Linked DNA regions of Cricetulus griseus: region 1 is linked to region 2. A link is a contact called in public Hi-C data. All regions are on one chromosome and are shown on one strand. Each heading gives the region's core, a stretch centred on a gene start, on an enhancer-like site or on the middle of the called end of the contact. The rest is flanking DNA. Distances are from core to core; before and after follow the strand shown. Region 1 overlaps Stxbp5l (syntaxin-binding protein 5-like). Region 2 has its middle 41 kb from the start of Gtf2e1.

Region 1 (7,178 bases), core at 1,993-4,492, 320 kb before region 2:
GACAATTATCTCAGGCACTCTGAGCAGTGTGTGCATACACAATGCTACCACCTAAGATGAGGCTGAGAGACAGGTGAAGAAGCAGTGAAGCTGGTGTTTTTCCTAACACAGACAGCAAGACTTGACCTGACATGCTGGCTTTTGTCACTGCACTCAATGAACCAGAGTGGTCAGAGAACAGGGTTTGCACTCTCACCCAAGAAAGTTTGAAACACAAAGAATATCCTAATAGTTTCCCTTTCCAGGCTAGCTTCATTCCATCTGTCCAAATGTCTGATAGCTAAGTATTTCAAAGAACAGCTTAATCTTTAATCAATCTTGGACCTCATCTTATTCTATTTTTTCAAACTATCACAGACAATGGGTAAATGATACCTTTAAAATGGTATTGGTGGATCATATAAAAGGGAACTTATAGTTTAAAGTCTCTTTAAATTTTTGAGAGTCAGAGACCTAGATTTTATTGAGAATCAATTCCAAAAGATTTAGAAATGTTCCTATGACGGAATTGCTGGGAAACATCTCAGTTTTGTCACTGAAGCTGAAATCACACAACACACAATGGCCCCCATGGTGAAGTGTAGAAGCAAGTCCGACACATAGTACTTTCAGTGGATTGAATAAGTGACAAGTCAATCACCCTCTACCCAAACTCCAGGACAAATGGACAGTTTCGTGGTGAGACCATTGCTTACATTACTGTTAGAACCAGGGAAACACACACATCTTCTTTATATGGTTGATGAACAGGATGGAAGGTCTGTTTTCTGCTGGAACTCTAAGGGCTTCTCTGTTGAGGAAAAAACCAGGAGGTAAAGTCACCTTGTGCAGATGGTGCAAGCCTTATCTTCTGATGCCACCTCAGAGATACAATGTGATTTGATGGTAACTGAGACTCGGCCACCTTCTGCAGCACTATTAAAGTTTCTGGAAGTGGTTTTGCTTATGGTCCAAGACAGAAGAGAGATGAGAAAATGCAAAAGGTTACATGTATAACACTACTCTTTTCCCTAAGATAGCAATGATGGCAAAATGGCGGTGGTGGTAGTGGTGCTGAGTGTGTGTGTGTGTGTGTGTGTGTGTGTGTGTGTGTGCGTGCGTGCAAGGTTAATGCAACACAATAGAAATGCTCAAAGAGGAAAATCACATCCATGGTTAAATTATTGTTATTGCTATCTCTTTGAATTATAAAAATAATTTTGATACAGTAGAACCTCATTAATTTGGATTCTGCCAACCATTGATTCGTGGGATGAGTTACCCTTAAGAAAGGGCTTGGCAACAATTTTGTAAGCACATTTAAGCTTTAAACATTTATGAGAACTTGTTCTTTTCAAGCATCACAGAAGCACCTACTCCAAATGATGTCTATTTATACATATATATATTTGCTGAAGCCAGAATTTTGAGCATGTCTATTGTAAAATGTGGCTGTCTCCTTTTGATATATTCTCTGTGTGCTTTGAAATAGTCTGCAACTGTTATCTCACTGATTCTTCAAAATTGAGCTCTATTGTATCTGAATCACACATATAATTTTGGGTGGGACTTCTCTTGCTAAGACAATGTGCTCTTATTATATGCTGTTTTCTGTAAAAACATACATTATGTATTTCACAGTCTTTCTCTTTAAATGATGTAAAATAGTAGCTCTCAACTGGAAGCAATTTTGTCTTTTTTTTTTTTTCACTGTCATTACTAGGAGGTTCCTAATGGCATCTAGAAGGCAGAAGCCAAGGGTACTATTAGCATACCGCAATACTCTAAAAAAAACTGTGCTAATGATGCTGCTATTGAGAGCTCTTGGTATAGAACAAGTAAATTTGTTTGTGTATGTATGTTCTTGAGGATTGAACCCAGAGTTTTGAACATGGTGGGCAAGCACTCTACCCTGAGCTATATCTCTAAAACAAGTAAATATTCCTGGGAGTTTCAGAGATAGTCATTGAATTCAATGCTACTTTGGGATGAATTTTGCTACTTCAAAACAAAGGAACTATCTCATTCTTTTAGGCCATTTTAAAATGTAGAAATGTTGAAGTATCAAAAAAATCAGAGACTTGGGCCCTTAAAACATATAGTATAAATTGTGTGTTGCAATTTGGCTGCCAATGTTTTCCAGGTCCTGGCCTTAAATTCCATTAATATTTTTACCATATAAATATGTGGATTATCTGTATTTCCAAGCCAACTAATCTTATGTTAACACTATAGCAGGAAGTGGATTTACAGAGAGATATTATTAAGAAACCAAAATTCTAGGATTCTGAGAAATGCTACTCTAGTGTGTATTTTCTGGCTCTTTTAATCACTTCTGCTCTCATTTCAAAGTTACTGAGAATAATTTAAAGGAAGCACCATTTCAAATAAAAAATATGAAACCAATGAAAAATAATAATTTTGCCTATGAAGCTGGATTCAAGGAAATGGTGATGTTTTAAACCCAAATGTAAACCCAGCAAGATCTCAAATCACCAAAATTCAGTAAATCAATCAATCAATCACATAATTTAAGATTTTAAAAATAGGAATGACACACTGTCAGGTGAGTCCTATGATTCTGACTTCCAAGCATGTTCAATAGCATGAGTAGGAGTTGTCATCTATGCTTCCTTGTAGTGCCTCTCCATTGGGTTATGGCAGATCATTTTATCATGCTACAGCTGGTCTTTACCTCGGAGAGTTTTTAAGAAGGTGTTTGGTATTTACTGCCACATTCCTGTGACTTATATTAGTCAATCTAGTGACAAAATTATCGAGTTTGTATTGTTAAATTATCTATGGATTTGTGTTATTCATGATAACTGTGGCCAACATAGCTAAACCACCACTGGATTTCATAAAGGTTCCCATTAGTAAGTGTTGAACCCCAAAGTATTTTCTAATGAAGCCCTTATGAATCAGAATGTAGTAACTCTTTCCCAGAACATTAACTGAGGTTTTCCTGAATCACATCGACAAGAACGACCAGTTTGGTCTGTGACTGTCAGGCTGCATAAAGCATCTTGGGGTTGTAGACCCTACTGGGTTTGAACAGTAATATACTGTGTAACTTTCAGATAAGGATACAAATGATGCTTTAAAAATATATTGATTTGGAAACTGAAATGGGGGTATGTGAAATTCCACTCCTTGTGAAATCAGTTCTCAAAACTAACTGCATTGTTCCTGTCATCTAGTGCCTGCAAACCTATCGCCAACTCCTCTGTAGACTACAAACCAAGCTGAAGGAATGCTGGGAGGTGACTCAGCCCTGTTCGGCTGAGGACTAAAACCACAGGTTCATCCTGAGGGTGACAGAAATAGAAAGAAGAGTTGTGAATACTTCACTATCCTGGCAGAACTTGATTATGAGTGAGAGCTGTAAATGATGTGAAACCCTATGAAGAGAGAAAAATGTTAATCAGATTTTTGCTAGGAAGAATTTGGTAGGTAATGTCCTAGTATACTAAGGGAAGTTTCAGATGAAAAAAAAAAATTCTGGGTTTGTTTTGATTCCTTTTTGGTTGGGTATGGCAGATACACTTGAAATGCACTGTTATCTTCTAATGCAGATTTTTAAACTGTTGGGTGTGGCCCAATTCATAAAAGTAGTTTACCATAAATCCTTTTTTCTTCTGTTATAACATGCTTTTGTTTCTTTTCCTCTTAAGATATTAATTTATCATGCAAAGATTTTTTTCATTAAGTGCATTAATGCTTTTTTTTTTGTACAGGAAATTTCAAATCAAAAGGACTCCCCAATAGTTTCCAAACACAAATTCTTAGCAAATTATATGCCAAGATGATAACGTCCATTCCACATGGGGAAAAGACAAATTCAGCCATTATCTTGGGATTGTAACCGGGGTTCCAGCTTGCATGGTGTACAGCGGCTTTGCCTTGGGTACGCCTCCTTAGGATAACTTCAGATGGGCTCTAATGAAACATTTTGTAGAAGAAACTGGTTTCTAGCAGTTGAATAGTGATGCTGGGAATAAATTTGGTTTCCCTGAATAATGGTTTCTCAAAGCAGTCACAGCTTCTTTAGATGGTTAGAACTGGTACCATTTCTTATCCTTGTATTTCAGCATTAACTGGAAAGAGAAAAATAGCAATCAAAAGATGCTACAAAAATCTTAAAAGTGCTATTCAGAAAATCAATAGTGAGTTAATCATGGATATTTGGTTAAGTATCAAAATGTAATAAAACTGTATGGCCTCTTACTTTGTGGAACAAAGTGCACGTGAGACAAGCTTAAAAACAAATACTTAAGCTGTCCAAACTTAGCTGATGGGAAATGTTAACGACAGACAAAATGAAAGATGTGAATTCTAGCCTTTACTGATTTTTTTTTGGGGGGAGGATTCATAAAATCTCCCTGTGCACCTTTCAAGCAGGTGATACAAACTACAGACCTACTGAATCAGAATGAATCAATACATTATACCCCAAGTTAAAGGAGTCTCAACTTAATGCAGCTTATTTTCTTAATCTCCCTGAGTAGGGAGACTATAGTACTCCAGGGATTCAGGTCACATGGTGCCTCTGCCTAGGCTTCATTATACAGGACTCAAGTGTTTCCAGTAGCTACATTATGAAGACGCCTGTATTTACTTGGGCACTTTACCTCATGTGCATGTTTGGAAAATGCTTCTGCACTGGTCATCATCCCTGCAGTCTTCTCTTCCAGCTCGCCCAGCCGTTGCCCTCTCTCATCAAGTGCAATTCGGGCTCGGGTAAGCTCTCCCATCACCCCTCCAGCAGCGCCTTTCATCCCTTCTATACTTCCTGGTCCAGGAATGTGCTGTGCAAGGCTTCGGGATGCTTTTCCTGCTGTAGCTTCTCCAACTGAGAATTTAAGCCAAAGAAATGTAAAGTGTCAGTAATTCATAGTCAAGATGTCCTCCAAGACAAAAAAACAAAACAAAACCCTTTGATAAATTTCTACTACTGTCATAATATGTGTTTTGTCACATATATGTGCATGTGTTAAAGATATGAGCACTTAAGAAAAATGCCTAAGGGTGAAACTGGGAGATATGATTATCATGTGTCTTTGTGTATATGTGGTATGTATATGAGACTGAACTTCCAATGTGTGTATGTGTTCAAGTGTCTGTGTATATGCACATGTATGACCCTGTATGTGGAGGTTAATCTCAGGTGCTGTTCCTCAGGTGTTGTCCACCTTCATTTTTTTCTTAAAAAAAATGATTGAATGATTATGGCATGCACGTGTGTGTGTGTGTGTGTGTGTGTGTGTGTGTGTGTGTGTGTTATGGAAGTGGTCTTAGTGTGTGTGTGTGTGTGTGTGTGTGTTATGGAAGTGGTCTTAGTTCATGCCATGAACTCAAATTATTAGGTTTGGTGACAAGTACCTCCACTGGCTGAGCCATCTTGCTGGCCGCATCATGTTTTCTGAGATGGGGTCTCTTACTTGGCCTAACACTAAGTCAGAAATTTAGTGAATATTTTTGGTAATGTCACATTGGGAAAGAACCTAAGCTTTGGAAAATAAGATCCTGATTGATATCTAATTGACATACCATTAGTAAAGCATGTAATTAAGTCACTGGTTTTTAATGTCTCATAAAGTTGTATAACTCAACTACTACCTGATTTTATAATATTTTCATTATGCCAAATGAAACCCCAAACTCATTCACAACCACTCCCTATTATCTCTTTACCCCAGCCTCAGGCACCCACTAACTTTTAGTAACCATGAGTTTGCCTATTCTGGACAATTTATATGAGTGGGAATCATATAATATGTGGCTCCTTTTTGGTCTGGTCTCTCTAATTTAGCATGCTATTTGTGAAGTTCTATATTGCCACATGTAACACATTATTCTCTTTTTTGGCTAAAATAATAATAAACTATAGGGTGGTACATATGTCTTTTTGCACAGTTACAGATTCAAGAGAAAGGGAATTTTGATATGCAAGACCACATGGTTGGGAGCATTGTCTGAAAATTTTATTTTTATGTGTCCTCTGAAAATGTTTTTTAGTATTTCCTATTTCTTTTTGATTACTGCTCATCAGAGCCTCACTGGTAGATTTTCAAACTAGTTTTTTTCCTATGGCTCCAATACACTTGCTTTATGAATAAAGCATCCATTTTTAGCAGTGGTTATAAGAAAGCAGACTAAAATGCTTTTTCAGAGTTAAAAAGCCAAATACTATCAACAGTCCATGGAGTTAGGACCTATCTACAACTGGAATGCTTATTAGCTTGCTCATTTTTTATTTGAAATATATATATTGAAATACATATATAATTGTACATTATATTGTATATATAATATATATGCATATTGAAATCAACATATATAACTTGTGGTTAATTATTTCCTAATATAATGAATACTTTTATTTATGTTTAATAAATATAATAATTTTCAAAATACAAGAAAAATAATATATAAACTTTAATATAGAAACGAAAGCACTTTTGTCTAGAATTTGAGATATAGAACATTAAACATCACACACACACACATACACAAACAGGTCTTCTATTTTGTGATGGATTTTTATAATAAGAAATTTACTCACAGAGCTCTTCTCTGTCAAATGTCTGTCCACTTCCACCAAATAGTCCCTTGAGAAAGCCTCTATTTTGAGCTTCTGGTGTTTCTATGGGAGTAAACAAATCGCCTAACATGTCCTGTACCAATTAAGAAAAGAGTATTAGTTCTTTGTAAATTTTGGAGATCAGCCCTCTGTTGGATATGGGGTTGGTGAATATCTTTTCCCATTCTGTGGGCTGCCATTTTGTCTTGCTGACTGTGTCCTTTGCCTTACAGAAGCTAGTTTCCAAAACACCAAATAATCCAATTAAAAAGTGGGGTACAGAACTAAATAGAGAATTCTCAGTAGAGGATCTAAAAATGGCTGAAAGACACATAAGAAAGTGCTCAACATCTTTAGCCATCAGGGAAATGCAAACCAAAACAATTCTAAGATACCATCTTACTCCTGTCAGAATGGCTAAAATCAAAAACACCAATGATAACTTATGCTGGAGAGGATGTGGAGAAAGGGGAACACTCCTCCATTGCTGGTGGGAGTGCCAACATGTACAGCCACTTTGGAAATTGGTATGGCAATTCCTCAGGAAAATGGGAATCAGTCTACCACAAGATCCAGCAATTCCACTCTTAGGTATATACCCAAAAGAAGCACATTC
Region 2 (7,412 bases), core at 4,890-7,389:
GGAGCTCACAAGTATACTTGCTACCCTGATATGGAATCTATTTGTTTTCTTTCTGGAAATCACTTAGCATAGTGGCATGCACACAATAGGTCTTTGTAAATGGATGCTATTATTACTTATTACTTCTTTGAGAGAGTATGGACTAGTGAGAAGTAGAAATAACAGAAGGGAAACAAACTATTTCAACATGTTTGAATTTTACAGCAAACTCAACTCAGGGGGCTTAAAACAATAAAGGAGATTTATTGGCTTTCCTAACTAAAAAGTCCTAAGAAGGGTGGTGATAGGCTAGAGTCAGTCATGGCTTCCCCGTCCTCCTCCATTCTTTCCACACTACTCTCCTGGATGCTGGCTTTACTTTCACGACACTCCCAGTAATTCCAGGCTCTGCATTCACACATAAGACCCAGAGAAATGGGGAATTTGTCTTTCCTGATTAAATGAAAAAAAAAAAAAAAAGAAAAGAAAAGAAAAAAGAAAAAGGAAGGACATGACTCTCCTAGGTATGACGGAGGAGATTTACTATAGAGAAAGGGGAGAGCTTAATCAGAGGCAGACACATCTGGGAGAGTCCAGAGTGAACACAACCAAGCTGAGCTGGGCCAGATGAGGAGAGGAGGGAGGGACGGGAAGCTGCTGACCAAGATGGGAGGCCTAGGTCAAGAGAATAATGGGTAGACCAGAAAATCCAGGTAACCGAAATGTCTGGATTATATAGGGAAGGGAAGTCCAGCCCCTGGGCTGGAGAAGCTTATTTAGGGTAGGGGGCAGAGTATGCCAAACAGGAGGGCCCTGTAACAGGTAGGGGCCAGGGATGCTGGGAGAGCCTGATGGCCAATTTTGATATGTTAATGGACACCTCAGTTAGGCATTTGTCCTGGTTTGAGACCTAACACTGATGTGTCTATAAAAGTGCAAAGATATCCTTCCTTGAAGCCCCAGCAACCTTTCCTTATGGTTTTAGTGTCACAACTGAGTCATAAGCATTTTTCTTAACCAACTCATTGGTCACTGAATGCTAAGGACTGCTCACTTAGGCCAGGTTGCTGACCCCGGCACTGCCAAAAAAAAAAAAAAAAAAAAAAAAAAAAAAAAAAAAAAAAAAAAAAAAAAAAAAGATTGCGCTATGTGTTAGATCAGTCTTCTTATGCAACAGTAACAGTAATTTAACCTCCAAATCCCAGTGGCTTAACCCAGCACAAATTATTTCTTACTCTCACAGTGTGGCAGGTTAGGCTGACGGGGGAGCTCAACCATTATGGTCACCTTGGTACACCAGACGATAGTGGCTTAGTGATTACTGCAGCAGGGAGGAAGGTGCACCGGCTTTTAAAGTCTTCTGCCTGGTAGTGGCATGTTATTGCTATTCACAATTGATCAAAATAAGTTACATGACCACCCCCTAACTTCAACAATTTAACTATGCTGCTCCAGGAGCGTATAAACTACCCAGGAAAGGGCTCCTTGGGAAACAAAATTAGGTATTATTATTAGAAACAGCGGAGGCCGAGTCGACAATTGAAAGTGTTTACTACAGAAGTTTCACGAAGGCCAACTGAGCTCAGACATTAAAGGCACAGAGAAATCAAGATTGTGAACAGATTGGCAAAGGCCAACGGGAAGAGAGTCAATTGTGGTAGGAGCCATGCACAGCTGAAAGGGCCAGATGGGAAATAGGCAGCAAGACCAGTGAGGGGTGTGTGCTCATATCTCTGCTGCTGCACTCCTTAATACCGGGCAGGGCGCTTTAAAAGATAATCAGGAAGGTATGGGGAAGACAGGGATCGTAGGGGCTTACATTGTTCAGATCTCGATTGTTGAGAAGTGGCAGAATTGAAGAGCTCTCGGGCCAAACCGGCAGTGAGGTGGAGGCAAACATCACATTCTTACACTGGGGTACATCCTTTACAAGTGACCCACAGCAGTTAAAAAGACTTGGGCTGGTTGGCACAGATCATTAAACCAATCCAGATGATGGAAAGTGTAAGACAGCCATTTGGAAAGAGATCCTGAGATAAAGACCAAGCTTCACTCCCCGTGGACCCACAGGGGTTAGAGCAGAGCCATCTCCAGGTCTCCACGGGAGAAGACAGTGTAAGTTGACATCAGAGCCCCGTTTCTACCCAGGGGAAGGCAGCATCTCCCGTTCGCTCTGCAGTCAGGATCTTAGGTGTAGGTCTCAGCAGTGACATAATTACCACGACATGGGCAAATCATCCAAAACATCTTTCAGCTTGTCTCTTCAGCTGAAGAAAGGGGATGGAATGAGATGGTAAGAGGTTTGGCATATGCATGGAATGATAGGACCAACGTAAGACAGAGAGCCACTCAAACTGGCCTAAGAATAAAATAAGATGTATTGGGTCACATTCTAGAAGTACTAGCAAAGGTAAACATGCCTGCAAGTGTGGCAAGGGACTTGGGTATGGTATTAACGCTGGAATTTTTCTTTCTCCACGCTGAGCTCCTGCCAGTCTGTCTGTTGGTTTTATTTTCAGGCCGGTTGTCCTGGATCAGTGGTAGAGCTTGCCCTTAGCAGCTACCTATTATACTCCACCAGTGGAGCAGCCCTTGCAGAAAAAGGGCTCATTTCAACTAGTATCCCCAGGGAGCTCCTGCTCTCTGGCCTGAATCATACACCCCTCTCTGAAATGATCTCTGCAAGACAGACAATGAGCTTGTGGCACCACGTGCATGAAGAATGGGGAAGGAAACACACCATGGGGAGCAAGTGAAAAACAGCCATACAGGAACAGGTCTGAAGAGCTGACTGCAGGGTGTGATGGATGCCTGTGGAGGATTCAGAAGAGAGGAGGGGAAATGTCAAGGGAAGAGCCGACCCAGAGAAAGTATCACTTAGGAGAAAGGCAAGTTCCAAAAGGGACTTAGCAACTGCAATTTGTGAGAAGGAGCCACAGTGTATCCAACACCCATGAAGCAGATCCCCCCTCCCCCGCCCCGTGAAAGAAGGGGTGGATAACAACATATTTAAAAGTCCCTAAGATGGCTCACCATACACTTTGAGAACTAAGCTTGGGAGGGGGAGAGCTGTCACGGTCACATACATTCATTTAGTTCTCTGCTTGGTGGGTATTCTGCAGGTGGGGTAGGGTAAGGTGCACTGAGCAAGGACCTGGGGTTAGAAGGCTGCATCAGCAGGAAGGAACTAGGAAGCTTGCTGTTGCTGGAGATGTGGAAATGTGGAGATGCTATAATAATTTTACAGTCTAACGAGTCTCCATGGGAAAAAAAAGCAAATGATCACTAAAGTTAACAGTTACAGCCTGTCAAAAAGATGTGAGATGTGATTGACACACACCTCACAGTTGGTCCTCTCCACCCACTCTGTCTTGCCTTTCCTCTAACCCTCCTACATGTACATTATGCCTGCATGCAGGCCCAGAGCAGCAGGGAAGGATTCTCTTGGAATGCTGTCAGAACATTCTTCAGACCTCCCAGGTAGGTCAGTCCCCTGAAATGAAAAGCTGCCAGCCTTTCCCTCTGGAAGCCAGTGGGAGAGGGCTGATTAAAGCTGACTTCATGCTGAGCAATACTGTGAGAGGCAGCTTAGCTCTGGATCCACCTTCTGGATGCTGACAACTGCCATCACCACCGCCCCTGACACTGGTCCAGTTCCAAACATGTCCAGATGAACGGGCCTCACCTCCATGCTAAGCCAAAGGAAGATGTAAGCCACCTCTGACCCTGGACTTGAAGGCAAGACTGTGACAGAATTGGAGCAGACACCACAGCTCTAGATAAAGGAACTGGGAGACCAGGCTAAGTCTAGATTTTAACTTATGAGCTGAGTCCTAGGAGTGATTGTGGGGAATGTAGAGAAGTGAATTCCTTTGAGGGGAAGGAGATTGAAAACTCATGAATCCCCATCTCTTAACCTGCCCTCTGCAGCTATTGCCAGCAAGCAACGGTGTTCTCTTGGGACCACCACAGCCAAAATAGACACCTTGGCTACTATTCCCTGGCTACTTACCCCCCCACTGATTGACAGTAATTGCTGCAGAGAGTGTAGGAAGAGAGACTATTTTTAAAAGAAATAGTACACAAATAGCATTACTGTATAAACCTACAAATCATAGGCTTATATCTATCCTAGTTTGCTTTCTGTTGCCCTGATTAATCAACATGACCAAAAGCAACTAGGGGAAGAAAGGGTTTGTTGCCTCTTACAATTCCAAGTTGCAGCCCATCACTGAGGGAAGCCAAGATGGGAGCTCAAGCAGGAACCTGGAGGCAGAAGCAGACACCATGGAGGAATTCTTACTGGCTTGCTTTTTTGCTTCTACTTAGTTACAACTTTAATACAAGACCACCTGCCCAGGCTACCTATGAGAGCAGGTACTTAATATCCATACACAAATGCGCAGAGCAGGACTGTTCACAAAAGTTCAAAACAGAAACACCGTCTAGATGTCCATCTACAGCTGAAGAGAGGGACACAGACATACAGTCACAATATTAACACCAATCAGCCATAAAAAGAATGAGATTTTGACATATGCTCCAATGTGTAAAAGTTGTAAGGATGTTATACTGAGAGATTAAACATAGCAAATCATACACAGTTTAGTTCATTAATAAAATATTCTTGAACTCACTGGCACAGGAAAAGACTTTCTGAACAGAACACTAGTAACACAGGTACAAAGGTGGACAATCAATAAATGTAAACGAAGAGCTCCTGTATGACAAAAGACACCATTATTCAGACAAACTGTCAAGCTACAGAATGGGAAAAGTTTTTTTTTTTCAAACTACAATCCAATAGAGGGCTAATATTTAAAATATATAAAAAAACTAAAAAAAATGTACATCCAGAAAACAAAACAACCCAATTAAAAAACAGAGTACAGATCTAAACAGATAATTTTCAAAAGAAGAAAACATAAATGGCTGAGAAACATTTAAAGAAATTATCAACATCCATAGTCATTACGGAAGCGCAAATCAAAACTACTCTGAGATATCATCTTACACCCAGTCAGAATGGGCAAAAATAATAAAATAGACAGCTCATGCTGGTGAGGATATAAGGGGTACACTCATCCACTGTTGGTGGGAGTGCAAAATTGCACAGCTACTGCTGAAAACAGTGTGGCAGTTTCTAATGAAGCCGAGACTAAATCTACCTTAAGATTCAGCTATACCAAGCCGGGTGTTGGTGGCACACACCTTTAATCCCAGCACTCGGGAGGCAGAGGCAGGCAGATCTCTGTGAGTTCGAGGCCAGCCTGGTCTCCAGAGTGAGTGCCAGGATAGGCTCCAAAGCTACACAGAGAAACCCTGTCTCGAAAAACCAAAAAAAAAAAAAAAAAAAAAAAAAAGGTTCAGCTATACCACTCTTGGTCCTATACCTAAAGGATGTTTCAAAATTCTCCTACAGAGACACTTGCACAACCATGTTCATTGCTGCTCTATTCAAAATAGCCAGAAACAGGAAGCCACCTAGATGTCTATTTGTGGATAAGTAGATAAAGAAAATGTGGTACATTTACACAATGGAATGTTACTCCGTCATTTAAAAAATATGAAATACACAGGCTAATGGGTGGAGCTAAAAAATCATCCTGAATGAGGTAACCCAGACCTAGAAAGACAAATATGATATTATTTGCTTATGTAGATGTTAGCTATTACATCTTCAAAAGAAAGCGAACAATCCCTAGAACTTACAGAGGTTAGGTGTAGAGTAATAAAATAGGGTACAGGGATGGATCCCCCTATGACGGGGAAATAGAATAGGTAGTTACAAATCAGAGGACAGATGAAGGGTAAGTAGAAAACTAGGGAAGGACAGCTAAAACTAAGGGCCATTTGGGGGATCATATGGAAACCTCATACAGTGGAAGCTTCTTAAAATATATACATACATGAAATAAGTCTAAACGGAGTCACCAAGTAACAAAGGAGATGAAGCCTCGAGTTGACTCTAATGTCTACCCCACCTATGACCTGCTGGAGCGCATAAAAGGACTGGTCCTGCAGAGTGGTAACTGCAGGATCTCCATGACTCGGGGCAACAGAGGAGTTTCAGTGCCTGAGGGGAGTTTCAGGGAGAGAACAGAGATGATGGTGTGCCAGAGGCCAGAGGCCAGAGGCCTTGAACCAGACCAATGACTCACTGCAGTGAACATCTGCAGGCGGGACTGATTGCACAAGGGGTATACTGTCATGACACACCGAAGCTCCCAATGCCACAAGGACAAGTGAAGAGCTGCTGGGGAGGCCAGAAAGATGGAGAAGCAAGGTGATTTTGTTTGTTTTGAATTAATTTTGGGAGGGACGCTGCAGGGTTGGGGGGCAGACATGGAGGGACTGGGAGATGAGTGGGATTGGAGGGCATGGTGTGAAATCCCCTAAGAATCAATAAAGACCTATGTGACAAAAAAACAAAAACAAAAATAGAAATAATTTTATTTACCAAGTAGAACATAAATAAAACATAACTCATATTCTTAGAAAAAATGTAAACTAATTATCTCAGCACCATTTATTTCAGTAATATGTTCTTCTCCTTTGTGCATCAGTGATTTCACATTTGTCATATATCAAACTCATAAATATATAACAGTGTATCTGTATTTTAAAGCTTATAAAATTCCATGAAGCAGCAATCCTTTGGGTGCCTTCATTTGATTTCCATCATTCAAGTATTGTAATCCCAATTTAAAAGTAAAGGTTTTAAACTGAGAAAGAAGAGAGAGAGAGAGACAGAGACACACAGAGAGAGACAGAGAGAGAGAGAGCACCCAGTTTGTACTGGGTTTCCTTTTGGATAGAAACAGCACAATGAACTAGATAGTGTTGGTTACAGAATATTATGAATATACTAGATTCCACTGAAGTTTTTAGTGTTACACAATTAATTTTATGTCACACACGAATTTTACCATAAACAGTACACTGACTCAACTGACAGATACAATGTCCTCTTACCTTTGCCTTTTCTCTAACTGATGGGAAAGGACAAGACATCAGCATTCAATAATTATTTGTCAAGACAAGGCAAGCATCTGCATCTTTGACAACATGAAGACCAGTACAAACCCACCAATTTTATTATAAGAGAAGTTAAATTCTTAGTTGATTTAAAAAAGAAAATGAAAGGAAGGGCTGAGAATGTAGCTCAGTGGCAGAATGCTTGCTTAGCATCATGCACCAGACCCAGGCCAGGGGTCAATTCTCCAGTGCTGTGAAAAGTAAATAAATGAAATAAAGCACAAACTGAAGGAAGAAAATAGTTCAAGCTTTGTTGTTGATACAATTTTCTCCTTAAAGGATTACCTTCGCATACATGAAATAAATTCACGTGCAAGCCTAAAATCGGATGCATTTGTAAGACAACTTTTGGCAAAGTAGTTTAAACACTTGCTGGGAAAATGTCATTTGTAAAA

What was found. A called contact is a pair of places that touch in the nucleus more often than the background predicts.
Region 1: a contact with region 2 is called in a Hi-C map of the CHO-K1 cell line, with 2.8 times the contacts expected there. The contact joins two enhancer-like sites. A contact is called at or near these places in 2 of 8 Hi-C or Micro-C datasets (the CHO-K1 cell line and fibroblasts).

What each region holds. Positions count from the first base shown.
Region 1 is chr4:52,883,760-52,890,937 of CriGri-PICRH-1.0, reverse strand. Stxbp5l (syntaxin-binding protein 5-like) reads right to left here. Exons shown (of 25, transcript XM_035444256.1): 23 at 6,545-6,656; 24 at 4,611-4,831; 25 at 3,111-4,076. The coding sequence ends at 4,035. Among named protein-coding and RNA genes, the nearest start is that of Polq, 100 kb to the left of the region's middle. Within about 2 kb of position 3,242, at least 1 of the 6 cell types and tissues checked has open chromatin away from gene starts, as enhancers often do. A contact at or near this core is called in the CHO-K1 cell line, where this site is marked.
Region 2 is chr4:52,561,483-52,568,894 of CriGri-PICRH-1.0, reverse strand. No RefSeq gene overlaps it. Among named protein-coding and RNA genes, the nearest start is that of Gtf2e1, 41 kb to the right of the region's middle. Within about 2 kb of position 6,139, at least 2 of the 6 cell types and tissues checked have open chromatin away from gene starts, as enhancers often do. A contact at or near this core is called in the CHO-K1 cell line, where this site is marked.